Regions from separate parts of the Mus musculus genome. Here regions 2, 3 and 4 are each linked to region 1. Evidence: chromatin contacts called from public Hi-C and promoter capture Hi-C data. All regions are on one chromosome and are shown on one strand. Each heading gives the region's core, a stretch centred on a gene start, on an enhancer-like site or on the middle of the called end of the contact. The rest is flanking DNA. Distances are from core to core; before and after follow the strand shown. Region 1 holds the start of Tedc1 (tubulin epsilon and delta complex 1). Region 2 holds the start of Setd3 (SET domain containing 3). Region 3 holds the start of Esyt2 (extended synaptotagmin-like protein 2). Region 4 holds the start of Wdr60 (WD repeat domain 60).

Region 1 (3,304 bases), core at 323-2,822:
ACCACTTATAACCAGAAAGGACAGAGCTGGGCTCAGGATACCCCAGTAATACTGGGGGCAGAGGCTGCAGAAGGGCACCAGACAACTTCACCGAGGGCTTCCACACCTTGCTCACCAGGACACAGGTAAAGCACGGTCCGTCCCTGCTTGTAAAGGTCAGAGTTGGGATAAGCCCAGCAGTCCAGTGGTCCAATAGTGGTGACAGAGATGGACCCCAGGGAAAGGCAGCCTGGGCACAGGGTGAAGAGCCATGTGCCTGTATTACCTTGCTGAGGAGGATACACTGCTCCTGCTGACTAGAGATCAGGCATCGCCACCTAAACCGCAGCCTTCCCATCAGCCATTCCACTAGTCGGAGATCCACGGGGCTCTTTGGTTCCACAAAGGGTGCAGGAGGACCAGGACTGGTTGGGGCCTCACAGTAGAGAGGGAACAAGAGTCAGCCCTGCTATACATCCCATATCTCGAGGAAGGACCAGGACAGGGAAGCTGTACTACTGACGTACATCCTCAGCTTCAAAGCTGGATGAGAACCACACCAAGGGCAAATACCACATGAGCTGGAAGCCCGGAGAAATCCACGGGTTCTGGGCAAAGCAGGGCTCTGACACCCTCAATTACATACTCACCTCCCACTGGGGCAACTGGTCACCCAGCTGCACACGGGTCTGGGCAAGCAGCTGCTCAAGCAAGGGTCCTCGGGCGAGGAGCCAAGACAGGGCCAACAGCAGTTCCCGGCTTCCCTGAGAACTGCCGTCTGGAAATTGTAGCAGCACAGACCTGGGGTAGCCTTGGGAGCCCAGTGCTGATTTCACCACACAGGCTTGGGCCTCTGGAGTGGGAAATGATCAGATCAGGGGGTGCTAACCTGGAGATTTCACCTGGATCCCTCTGGGGACCTGAGAGCACCCCCTAAGCTTAGAACCTGCTAAGCGTGGACTAAGGAGGCGAGATCTGAGAGTCTATGAGGAGGCAAAGTGATAACCAACGGGCAGGATTTCTGTGAGTGGTTGGCCAGTCTCAGCGTTTCACTGGAGTGATAAAGCCACTACTACCCAGGTAAGCGTGGTAAAGGCTAGTGGGAACTTATACTAATGGAAGTGGGCGCAACAGCGAGAGGAGCAGGTGCCTGCAGGAAGGGAGGAAACAACAGAGGAGCTTTGATGGGGCGGGACTTGGTGGGTTAAGACAAAACTACAATAGCCTTGGGGAGCGGCTTTCTGAGAGGGCGGGGCTTACCTGGGGCAAGGTCGGTCCAGGTATTGTTTGCAGCAAGCGGTGAGAGCACGCGCAAGAGAAGCTGCCAGAGCACTGGAGCCTGAAGCAAACGAGGAGTTTGTAGTCAGCGGGTATCAGGTGTCACCTACATCAGCCCAGGCAACGCCTGCCCCGACCCCGACCGCCTACTCGAATAGCCTCACCGCCTCAGGTCGATCGAACTTGGCGCGGCGGAAGATTTCTGGGCTGGGCCCAGCAGGCAGGCACCGACTCAGCGCGGCGACAGCCTCAGGCAGGGCCCGGGCAGCCCCTTCCACCCGGCTCCGCCGCCGCCGCATACAGCCAGCACTAGACAGCCTCGGATTGCCCGCTCGGGACCCCGACCAATCACAGTTCCGGATGAGGCCCGCCTTCTCCCCTCAGGCCCAATGAACGATGACTCTGGCGTTTGAGTGCCTACCAGTCTATCCCGTAGGCAGGCACTTCCGGGGTCGGGGGCGGGGATTGGAGGTGCCAACTCCGTTGGAACTCACCAATCAGCACCTCGACTTATCAACCGCCTTAGCAACCCCGGGCTAGGGAAGCGCGAGGCTGGAGGGCGCGCATGCGCCCGAGGTGTTCCCTGGAGGAGCGGAGGAAGGAGCAATGTGGCTCCACCCAGCCACGAAGGGAGTGTCTCTGCGAAGCCGCCCTGGAAGGAACCCGCCGCCAGGGGTCGCCAGGCCTCCGCGAGAAGCAGCTGAGCCCTGCGAAGTGGGTGGGGAGTTCCGGGGGCCACGTCGCCAGAAGTCTCTTCGGAAAGCCATCCTCCCTCTCATGTACAGCCAGCCCCAGACTTCCTTGTCCCCATATTCATTCTTCCTCCAGCCACTAGAAGAGCAGTTTTTAAGGAAAATTCTCCACTTCATAAAAGGGTGCGGCCCTCTCTTTTAAGGTTGAACTTAGTTTTGCACTCAGCCCTTCAGGAGCAATCTTGGTAAGCTTTGAGAATCCCGCAAGGATTCACAGTAGCTACATGACAATGGCAGAATGAACCCAGAGTGCAACCTGATGCACGGGGAAAGACATGCAGTCGGCAACTATCCTCCGCAACCGGCATGAGCCTACTACGTGGCTACAACCTAGGTGAAGCCAGAGCAGCCTCTGTGGGAAGCCGGATGCGAAAGATCACATTATGTGCGCCAGTGCGTGTGGAGGAGGGCCGGACAAAGGCCGGACGCTGCCAACGGTGATCCAGAGACAAGCCTGTAGGCGACGAGTGGCAGGAAGAATTGCTGGGGCGAGACCTGAACGCTCGAGCGGACACAAACTAAGCTTTGTGCCCTCGATGTCGCCACCAAAAATAGTTGGAGCAGCGGACAGACAGTACTGCGTGTACTCTGCATCTCAAAGCTAGGAAAGAAGAGGCAGGTGGAGAGGGAGAGGGTGCGGTGCGGAAAAGGAAAGTGAGGTGAGAGGGAGGGGCAGAGCTGTCCCTTGGCACCTGCCAGTTTAACGGCGGTCTACAGGATGGCCACGCCCTCCGGAAGTGCGGAGACTGCGGGCTCACCTTTACCTTGACCCTCCCTGTGTTTTGCTGCAGACCTTCCTCTGCTCATCTGGATACCTTCAGCTATTCTGCCTCAGGGTCTCCTCCTTCCTGGCCCCTTGCCACACAGCAAATGGCCTCGCCCAGCTAGTTTCTACCTGCTCTTCCTGCCCTCGCTTCAGAGCCATGCTATACTGCACACCTTAAACACGAAGCGCCCTGAAAAGCACAAAGACTTGAGTTCTTGTCTACTGTGCCAAGGAACTCCTGATACACCCTTATGGAACTCTCTGCCGCTTAGGCTTCTTTGCAATACTATACACTTCCCTCACCTGACCTGCTCATTCCTACAGGCCTCTCAGGTTGCTGGAGGCCCAAGTCTACTCCAGTTGAGAGACGTGGATCTGGGCTCGAGGGGCTGGAAGTATGAGGAAGACAGGGGCCTTAAGGGTGGAAGACAACAGGGGAAAGTGAGTTTCTGCCCTTCACCCATACATCTCTTCCAGGTCCTCTGCAGGTCTGGTTGGACACCAAAGATACCCTCACCCCTCCTAGTAG
Region 2 (3,304 bases), core at 269-2,768, 5.0 Mb after region 1:
CAACTGCAAAATGCTGGCCAATTATTCTTTAAACAACATATATCAAGATACCACCTGTGTGAGGTTTGTCTTTAAAACCTAAAAGGCCAGTCTTTAGCTAAGACTCATGGCACATGACTTTTTAATTTTAAGTCCAGCATTCTGGAGGCAGAGGCAGGAAGATATCTTTGCGCTGGAGGCCAGCCTAGTTTACAGAGAGAGCTACACACCAGCCAGGGTTACGTAGGAAGACAGCCAGTCTGTGATAACTGATTTTAAACACTGAGTGACTTATGGAAAGCTGTGTTTTATTGGTAGTCCAAAGTTAAGAACACCACCAAGAATACATTAGGCAGGTTAAACTGCTTAAACGTTTTCAGATTAACATATACATGTTATTTCTCAACTTAATAAAGATCAGTTCCCCTAACACCGAGGCAAACAAGCACTCAGGAGAGGATGACGTCTGGGTAAGAACGAGTCTTATCGAGGAAGTCCCTTTTCATTCCTGGTCCTACCTGAGTTCCGTGGTTCAAGAGTCACGGAACACTTTCCAAAGCCTCAATCCTACTTAACAGAGGGATCCACAAGCCGTGGGTGACCGGGTCGGTCTGAGGCAGGGTCTGTGCGTGTAAGCCCCGCCACCCTTTTATTCCTCGGCTAGGAATCCCCCAAACCGCAACCACTTTCCTCTGCGAGGTCAGCTTCCAGTTCCAGGCATTAGCGGCGCACCCCAGAGGACCCGACCCTGTCCCGAAGCTCCCTCGCCGCCAACCCCGCGTCGCCTGCTAATTTCAACGTGCATCAGGGATTCCAAGGAGGGCGGTGGAATCCGGGAAGCCGGACTCTTCCGTAGAACCCAGGCAGCTGGAAAATACCCTCCTCGGACCACCAGGAGCGCAGACGGTGGGCGGCGCTGCCCGCGGCCAGCTAGATACTCACCCCTCGCCTCAGGCAAAACCCTCAGCGACGTCTCTCCTTCCTGACAGCAGCCATCTTGGAGGTGGAATGTCGGGGAACTACGTCATTTCCCTGCGTCTCGGGACGTTAAGAAGCGGCCGGAGGGGGCGGCGAAAGTCAGGTGCCTGTCAACCAATTAGAAGAAAGTAAAGCTAAAAAAAAGAAAAAAAGTAACAAGTCAACAGTCGCCGCTCCGCCTACCCTGCGGCCTTGTGGACTGCGGCCCGTAGGGGGAGGGGAAACACTCGCACACACCCTCCCATCGCCCCACCCCCTTGGCGAAAGGGAGTTCGGGAGCAACCGAACCTGTTAACGGAACTTCGGCCCGGAGGCGGAGCCAGGGCTCCCGTCGTTCAATCACAGCGCGAGATCTAACCAATCGAGTCTTCGGATACGGCTCCGCCCCGGTTGCTGATGTCCAATGGCTGATCAGCACCCTGGCTGGCGGGCGGATGGGCGGCGGGGCGGAGCCGCGCCGAGGCGTGTTAGGTGCGGGCCAATGAACGGCGGCGGCGGCCCGTGGGCGGGGCCCAGGGGCGGGCGGAGCCGGGTTGGGCCTAGGCGGCGGGGCTGTCTCTGGCTGCCGTCCAGCCCCTCCCGTCCGGCCGCCGCCGCCACCGCCGCCGCCGCCGCCTGGGGGTTGGTTGAGGCGGACGGTGGGGTCCCGGCCGGAGTGTGGCGCCGCCGCTGCGCGAAGACGAAGCGGGCAGGTGAGTGCGGACGGCAAGCACCCGCGTGCGGCCCGCGGGCTGAGGGGACGGGGTTCCACCGCTCCTTAAGGAGGTGAGGCCGAGCGTGCGGACTCCGAGGTCCGGTGCTCGGCCGCGACCGAGTTCTCAGGGCCTGGGAGGCTGTGGGCTCCGAGGCCCGGCAGGCCCGGTCCCTGAGGGGACTGGCGAGCGTCTGCAGCTTCCCTCTTCCACCGGGACGGGGGCAGGCGGCAGGTTCAGGGCGCGGCCTGGGCGCGGCCTGGGCGCCGCCCTCGGGTACGGCCGGGGCCCGGAGTGCGCGCGGGGCGCTGGGACTGCGTGCGGCGGGCTGCAGCCTTGGTTTCCTTCCTCCGGTGGCAGGCGCACGCGGCTTGGGGCCGAGGCCCCTCTGCAGCTCTCTGTTGCCCACGGGGAGCCCGGCCCCCGCGCCTTGTCCTCCACTGCCCGCTCGCAAAGGCGGGCGTAGAAAATAGGTCAGGTTTCTTCCCACGCGCCCCTGGCCGAGGTCCACACGCGACGAGCGCGCTGCGAGAGAGAAGCGGTCCGTGCTCTCGGAGTTTGCCATTCCGATTTTCAACTCTTCCTTCTTGCGGCTGCAGCCTGGGCATGCGACTCTGCCTCTTCTCCCCGCCTGCCACTCTTGGAGAAGGAGCTGATTAGTGACGTGCGCCACTGGCTGCCGAGGGGCCTCACCCCCTCCGCGTCGTGTCGGGAGAGGACGTTGGTGCGTTTCTGGAGGGGTGCACGCGTAAAGATGACTCGGGACATGCTGTAATCCATTTCTAAACGAAAACGGTGTTGTTACCGAAGTAAACACATTTGAACAGGATGTTGACAGCCATCTTGCCTTTGCAGACCCTTAGAAGATTGAGGTTTTACTGATAGATGTAACAGAACTGCATCCAGGAAGGCTGAGGCAGGGAATCCGGAGTTTCAGGCCTGCCAGAGCTACATAGGGAGACCCTTTCAAAAAACACACAAAAACTAAAACCAGACTTGGACACTGAAAGTGTGGGTTTTTCATATGTGATACTGTTCCCATTTCCCTTTCAAAGGCGATGCTGAGGGTGTTTTTAAAATGAGTTTTAAACAGTGATAGTCTTGGGGAGTTTTAAGTGAACGCACCCTTAAAATACAGCAGTATAAAAGGACATTTCCTCCCCAAGTTAAAAAGTTTGTCTAGACTCACTGGAACCTACAGTGTGTATGTAGGCTCCTACCTGTAGAGGCTCACTTTATAGATGGGTCTCTGGGGCGCCATGATTGATATTTTGGTGGAATTCCAGCCATTTGGGAAGGAGTTTTTCTAGGGCTTAAGAAAACAGTTTGCAAAACCAAGTTCTGAAAAGCTACAGAAAAAAAGAACATCTTACTGGGACTCTAAACAACCTTGGTCTTTATTGCCCCTACCTTCTTTTTACCGTGCGTTCCTTTCTCTTTTGAGATATTACTAATATCTGGATATGCAACTCTAGTTCCCTTGGAGGGAAGTAGTTGCTATTTCTCCCTCCTTTTTCACTGTGCAAACATCTCAGTGGAGCTATGCTGGACTTGAAGATCCAAACATTGTGCTGATGTGGGTTCTAGCAATGAGGGTTTCTGTTCCTTTTCTGTTTATAAATGTCCAGTAAAATTCTCACTGAAATGCTGTTAGC
Region 3 (3,304 bases), core at 542-3,041, 3.1 Mb before region 1:
AGTTCTAACTTCAGTTGTTAACTGTCATCACGAAGCGCTACCTATTATGTTCCTCTTGGTTTAGGGAACTCTTCCTCTTTAATTCTTGTTTTTTGATACTTGTTCCACATAGTCCATGCCATATTTCACAGGTGTTTCCTAGCTGGAAAGGAGGAACATTCTCCAAGTTCTTTCTCCATTTAAATTCCTTCTTTCTACCTTTCAAAACTTACCACTACCTACTTCCACAGACATTTACATCAAGCCTAACATTGTGCAACATTTATCTTAAAATATGCACTATTTCCTTCTATCTGAAACTATGACACTAACTCTTTGCTAAGAAAGACAGTGAAGAGAAAAAGATGATAATGCCTTCTCCAATAGGTTCAAATACTCAATAAGTAAAAAGCAATTTTAGGAAAAAATAATCAATACCATAACTTATCATTACTGTTAACACTTTCAAAATCTCCCTCTATATATGTTAGATCCTGGATATTAAATGATCATATCAAAGTGCCTAGTCTTCCCTCTGGTATTTTAAACAATGAAACAAACATTTCAATTCTTCTAACATAAGCTTTTCAGGAACACTTCAATCGTGTTAGACACAACTAAGAAATGAATGAGTCTTCCTGATTTTTTTAATTAACTTCTCCCCATATTGGCTGTCACTACTTTTTAAATCAGAAAGGAGAATCTGGACGGTTCCAGGCCTGCAGCGCCATGCTTGCAAAAGGTTTACAGAATCGCTCTGGACAACTGAGATCTCATCGCCCACCAAGTGTGCTTCTGGGCGGTAGTCACTGCCAGCATGAGAGGAGGAAGAGGCCCAGCAACTAACAATGACCAGTTCTGCCAAGTTAGGAAGTATTCACTACCTGCGCACTTTGCTAGCGATGGGCGAGGAGGACTGAAAGCCAGGAAGAGGACTGAGAGCGGACACTCTCGGAGCAGATAATGACCAGGACACCTCGCCCAGGATGAGGGTGGGGACAGCAATAAGGACACCTGACTTAGGTGGGGGAGGCGGTGCGCTGACACAAGTGAGACTCGGACGCAGACCGTCGCTCAGAGCCGGGGTGGGCCACAGTGGCCAGAACTCCCGAGGAAAGCAGGTGGGCAGAGTGCTGACAGCAGACAGCAGTTTACAGCAGGAGAGGCAGACAGCAGTAAGGTCGCACACCTGACTCGGTCCGGGATCCTGGTTGTGCGGATCCCGGATCGGACGGAGATTCGGAACAAGCGGTGGCTGACACTTCACTCGGGCTGGGGCTTGAGTTCCCCACCCGTCACTGAGAAGGGGAGAAGGGTGGTGCGGACCTGACTCCGCTCAGGTCTGGGGGGGCAACACTCACCCAGGCGGGCAGGTCGCAGGCGCGCACTCCCAGGCGCACAGCTTGCTCCTCGTCCTCCAACAGCGCCAGCGCGCGGCACAGGCGGCTGGCCTTGAGGCCGCGGCTCCGGCGGCACCAGGCGAGCAGCCCGAGCGCCAGCAGCACCCAACTGAAGCTCAGCCCCAGGTAGCCCAGGGCGTACACCGGCAGCAGCAGCGCGAAGCTGCGCGCCAGCTGCCCCAGCAGCCCCGGCAAGTCCACACTCAGAGCGCTGCCCGGGGCCTCGGGCTCGGAGCGGCCCCCAGCCCGGCCAGGACCGGCCTCCGGCCCCTCGCCCCCCGCGCTACTCATCTCCAGCCGCGCTGAGCACTCCTCCCTGCCGAGGCGGGCGCGGCTCTCCCACGGACCGCAGGTCGCTCTAGCCCGCGCGCCAGCGCCCCACTGAGGGGGACCGCGGGCTCCACCGCTCCACTCCTCAAACGGGCGGGACTTGCCGTCATCACAGTGCGCAGGGCCCTCCCCCACCGAGGCCTCTCCCAGAGAGGGGCTTGCTCGGGCTGAGTGCGTGGTTTGGTGACGCAATCAGCATGCGCCCGACTCTTCCTCACTGGGATCCACTGTTCAGAGACAGCCGACCCTGAAAGAATCTAGGGCGGGGCGACGTGTCAGTCGCCAACCGGATCCCGCTCCCTCGTCCGCGCCCTCAGGAAAGATCCCCCGGCGGCGAATGGTCTGTGCCTGGTGTCATCGCGCGGTCGGACCCGCCTCTGCGCTGGGGTTGCTGTGCTGCTACTCTCCGGTCGTTACACCAAGAAGGGGCTGCAGGCGAAGCCATCACGCCAGGCAGGCCCCGCCCCTAACCTGTGAGGGCGGTTCGGTCTGCGCCCTCGGAGGGTGGGCGCCGCGCCAGGGGGACACACCCGGACTTGGCTCGCAGGGACGGCCGGAGAGGGAGGTGTGGCTTCCGCGGGTGTTGGAAGGGAGCAATGGCCCTGACTAGTGGGAAGGCTAGCGGGCTGAGTCCTTTCCAGCTTAGCGGAGAGCTCGGCGTTCGTCAGCCAACCTCTTGCCTGTCCTAGCTCCCTGGCGGAGAACTTGAACTTGCAGGTTCCTAGGGTGAGAGGATGGCTCCTGGGCCTGCCTCTGTGGAATGAGAACTTTGCGCCTGCTGCAGTAAAATTTACCTTGAGGCCTTACTGTGTGGTGGCGCCTCTGGGTCTAGTACTCCTTCAGGTCTGACTTCCCAAACAAAATGGCCCCAGTGAGCTTAGGAAAGCACAGTTGTCATGAAGATTTAAAAAAAAAAAAAAAAAAAAAAAAGGCAGCCAGGGTCCACCACCCCCTACCCCCGTCAAGGCCAAACTCTTAGGGGACATCTGAGGGGACATATGTGAAGCTTGCAAAAAAGAAAAAGGAAAAAAGGGAAGTAAGGAAAGGGAAGAGAAGAGAAAAAAAGACATCTGCTTTAAAGTTTGCTAAAGAGGAGCTGGAGAGATGGCCCAGCACCTGAGAACCCAATTCCTGAGTCAATTCCCAAAATCCACATCTGGCTGTTCACATGCACCTGTATCTAAAGCTCCATGGGATCTAATACCTCTGGTCTTCACAATCGCCTGTACACACACACACACACACACACACACACACAGAGGCATAATTTTTAAGAAAATTTTCCAGGAGGATAATTCCACGACTATGATTGTGGAATGTTGCAGATTCAGAGCCAAGTTATCCTGGGTCATACTTTGTTCCATTAGTAGCCATTCATTGCCCATCTCTTGTGTCTGATTTTATGCCACAATCCTTGTGATTCAAATATTAACCCACCACTACCTTGCACCAACACAAAGCTACCAGTGTCATCAGTATCTGAAACCTACAGAAAACAAAGTTCCCACTTTTCTGCAACCTGATGTTTTTGATTCACCAATGTATTTGAAAAAATAAATGCCTTGGTTTATGTAGTAAGTTCTGAATGAACAAAT
Region 4 (3,304 bases), core at 490-2,989, 3.1 Mb before region 1:
AGGATACTGATGCTGTTCTGTCTCATTGCCGCTTTGTATAAATACCTAGCTTATGTTAACAATATAGGTAGTCTTTATGGAACACCAATATACAAAGACATCCTGCCAATGCCACATGTGACTTTAAAGCCTAGAGAGATGTGAGAGAAAGGTACTGAGTTTTGTAACAAAGTTGGTTTTCACTGTGAAATAAAAAGGCTTTGTTTGTATCCATAATAATGTGAAATTATAAATTAGTGTATAATCTAATTAGGGACATGGAAATTAAAAATGAAGACTATACACAAAAGAGAACGGAGGATAGCAACAAGTACATAAGTTATAAACTTTGAATTAAATCTGTAGGAAAGTGGTGCTGGACCAACACAGGAATGTTTGGGAAGAGTGAATGGACAGGGTGAAGGATCCATCTCCCAGGCAGGCCATGCATCTGAACAGTGTGTGAATATTTAGGCGACTGCAGTGAGCAGAGAGTGGTGTTCCTTACTCGATCCTTCCCCTTCATTACCTGACTTTATTCTTTCCCCATGAACCTATCCCAACATCCAACTATAGCACCTGTCTCCCATTTGAATGCTTTGTAGCTTCACATTAAGAAGTTTTGTGTCATGACATTCAATACCCTTCACAAATTTGCACACACCTCCCTTTTCATCTCTAGCCATCTCTCCAGTCATGAAATCCAGACCCTTTGTTACAGGTGTGCTCTGCTCATTAAAGAAGCTTCTAATCACATGTGGGCTTTGGGTACTTGGGAGGTGGCTAGTCTTGACATATTCTGTAAGTAAAGAATTTTGAAGACACTACAAGTTTTTAAAAATACGTTAATACTTCAAATATATACTGCACGTTAAAGTGATAACAGTTTATGCCTGTCTCTGGTAAAATATACTATTAAATTTAACCTTTTTCAACTTTTGAAAATGTAGCTCCTGGGGTTGGGGAGATAGCTCCGTAGATAAAGCATTTGTCATGCAAGCACGCAGACCAGGGTCTGGATCACCATCACCCACGTAAAAGTCAGATGGGGCAGCCTGCTTCTAACCTCAGTGCTCATGAGGCAGAAATGGCCATAGGCAAGAACCAGTAAAATTCTGTAAGAACTGGACCAAAATAAACCACAGCCAACACCAAGATTACCTTCCCTCTAAGAAATGTACTGGATTAGTAGAAACAAAGATAATAGACCTTAAGCAAAGATGAAAGACTTAATGTATGTTAGTACCTTTTGTATGACAAGGATTTGGCTTAGTGACCTTTGTGTGGTGTTAAGTGAGTGGAAAGTCAAATTCTAACGTGGGTTACAGTAATATGTAACTTAGAAAAGTGTGCGAATAGTAAACTTCTCATCTGCAGAAAAAGCTCAGAATGCTAACATACGATCTAGATACTTCCTAAGTATCGCTAGGCAGACAGCCTAGTCTTGAACTCACAAAGATCCTTCTGCCTTGTCTCCATTGTAATAGAATTAACTAAAGGTGTGCGCTGCCGCAGTTGGCCACAAATGATTTTCATGAAAAGACAGTCTATAGGGTGTGAGTTGAGGAGGCAAAGCCTTGTTCAAGTATAAAGCTCAATCACCGTTTCCTTCCCATCTCTCGTTGTCAACTGTGAGGGTCAAAGAAGGATCAGACAAAGAAACTCAAGACATAAGAAAAGGCTCCTGCGTGTTTGCAGAAAACACGGGCGCGCAGGCGCGCGTGCTGGGGACGGCCGCGGGGCATGCTGGGCCAGCGCCTTCGGCCCGTTGCTAGGAGGCGGGGACGCCGGCCCTCCTGGGACCCAAGTCGCAGCAGGCCTGGCTGGCTGGTAGAGCTGAGCGACGGCGGGTTTATCTTCCTCCGGTGGCCCGCGCCTGCTGGGCCGAGGACACGCGGCTGTCCCGGCCTCGAGGAGCGATGGAGCCTGGGAAGGTCGGTGCGCCGCGGGGCCCAGCCTGGTCCGGCCCGCGCCCCCATTACCCCCCTCTTTCTTGGCAATGGAGATCGGGTTCCTCCTGGGCCTGCACTTAGGAGAGAGCTGGAGGCGGAGTTTGGGTCGAGGTCTCAGCTCTGCTGTTGCCTCTCACTTCTTAGCTCCAGGTGCGGTTTGTGGAGGAGTTTCTGGACTCATCCAGAGGCGAGGCTGAGTGTCAACTTCAGGAAGGCACAGGACTCCTGAAAAAAAAGTGCCGCAAGGTGAAACATGAGTCTCGTTAAGGTAGAAGGTTGTTGACTTTAACTTTGGTAGGTCGTTTATATCAAAAATCCATCTCTTAGGTTTTCCGGTTTGGTGCAATACAGGTTTTTAAAGTATGTCCTTATGGCCCTATTAACAACTCATGATAAATCCTATGAATTACCTTAGCGTCTATTATAAAGGACCCTTGTCTGCTTTAATTAATTTAGGTCTTCTCTTTCCATCTTTTAGTTTACTGGGTAAAAGTTTGCCCATTTTGTTGATCTTTCTGAAAGAGTCAGCTCTTTAGTTTCATTGATTCTTCGTACTGGTTTGTGTTGTTACAGTTTCTTTGATTTCAGTCCTGAGTTTGATTTTTTTTTTTTTGTGCCATCTACTCTTTTGGGGTTATTATTTCTTCTTGTTTTTCTAGGGCTTTCAGGTGCATCATGAAATTACCAATATAAAACCTCTCTAGTTTTTTGGTGGAGACACTTGGTGCTATGAACTTTCGTCTTACAAACTGTGTTCATTGTGCCCTGTAGGTTTGGCTATGTTGAATTTTTATTCAGTTTTAAAAAGTTTATTTTCCTCTGTGATTTTTGTTTTGACTCAATTTTCATTCAGTAGTAAGTTGTTCAGTGTCCATGAGTTTGTTTGGTATTGTTGATATTCAGCTTTACTCCATGGTGGTCAGATAGGATTCAGGGTGCTATTTCAGTTTTCTTATATGTATTGAGGCTTGCCTTGTGTTCTAATATGTGATCATGAGCTTTGGAAAAGAAAGAATATTCTTTAGAGTTTGGGTGGGATATTTGTGTGTGTGTTTGTCTGTCAATTTGACTTACGATATTTTTTGTTTGTTTTGTTTTTTCATTTGCTTTTTTAAACTCCAGCAACTTCTCTGTTTAGTTTTTTTTTTTTGGATGACCTGTCTGGATGGAAGTCAGGTATTGAAGCCATGCACTACCACTGTGGTTTTTATCTGTAGTAGTGTTTCTTTTATGAACATAGGCACTCTTGTGTCTGGTGCATAAATGTTTAGAACTGCCATTGTTGTGTTTTATAAAAAAGAAAAAGAAGCCAGGGATATGTTTGGTAGGGGTGCGGTGTGGTGTGGGGGAAGAGTGTCCCTCTGCAGGCCCAT

The links. Promoter capture Hi-C pulls out the DNA fragments that hold promoters and counts their contacts. A called contact is a pair of places that touch in the nucleus more often than the background predicts.
Region 2: a contact with region 1 is called in a Hi-C map of erythroblasts, with 6 times the contacts expected there. The contact joins the promoter of Setd3 here to the promoter of Tedc1 in region 1. A contact is called at or near these places in 1 of 39 promoter capture datasets (liver) and 1 of 484 Hi-C or Micro-C datasets (erythroblasts).
Region 3: a promoter capture Hi-C map of second pharyngeal arch cranial neural crest shows a contact between it and region 1. The contact joins the promoter of Esyt2 here to the promoter of Tedc1 in region 1. A contact is called at or near these places in 5 of 39 promoter capture datasets (cranial neural crest, frontonasal cranial neural crest, maxillary cranial neural crest and 2 more) and 1 of 484 Hi-C or Micro-C datasets (embryonic stem cells).
Region 4: a promoter capture Hi-C map of second pharyngeal arch cranial neural crest shows a contact between it and region 1. The contact joins the promoter of Wdr60 here to the promoter of Tedc1 in region 1. A contact is called at or near these places in 5 of 39 promoter capture datasets (cranial neural crest, frontonasal cranial neural crest, maxillary cranial neural crest and 2 more) and 1 of 484 Hi-C or Micro-C datasets (the G1E-ER4 cell line).

Annotation. Positions count from the first base shown.
Region 1 is chr12:113,154,689-113,157,992 of GRCm38.p6, reverse strand. Tedc1 (tubulin epsilon and delta complex 1) reads right to left here and starts at 1,572. Exons shown (of 8, transcript NM_134041.3): 1 at 1,422-1,572; 2 at 1,240-1,318; 3 at 630-832; 4 at 266-415. The coding sequence starts at 1,556.
Region 2 is chr12:108,177,498-108,180,801 of GRCm38.p6, reverse strand. Setd3 (SET domain containing 3) reads left to right here and starts at 1,518. Exons shown (of 13, transcript NM_028262.3): 1 at 1,518-1,649. It overlaps Ccnk (cyclin K), which reads right to left and starts at 1,064. Exons shown (of 12, transcript NM_009832.2): 1 at 922-1,064.
Region 3 is chr12:116,279,709-116,283,012 of GRCm38.p6, reverse strand. Esyt2 (extended synaptotagmin-like protein 2) reads right to left here and starts at 1,791. Exons shown (of 22, transcript NM_028731.5): 1 at 1,341-1,791. The coding sequence starts at 1,670.
Region 4 is chr12:116,261,460-116,264,763 of GRCm38.p6, reverse strand. Wdr60 (WD repeat domain 60) reads left to right here and starts at 1,739. Exons shown (of 22, transcript NM_146039.3): 1 at 1,739-1,913. The coding sequence starts at 1,899.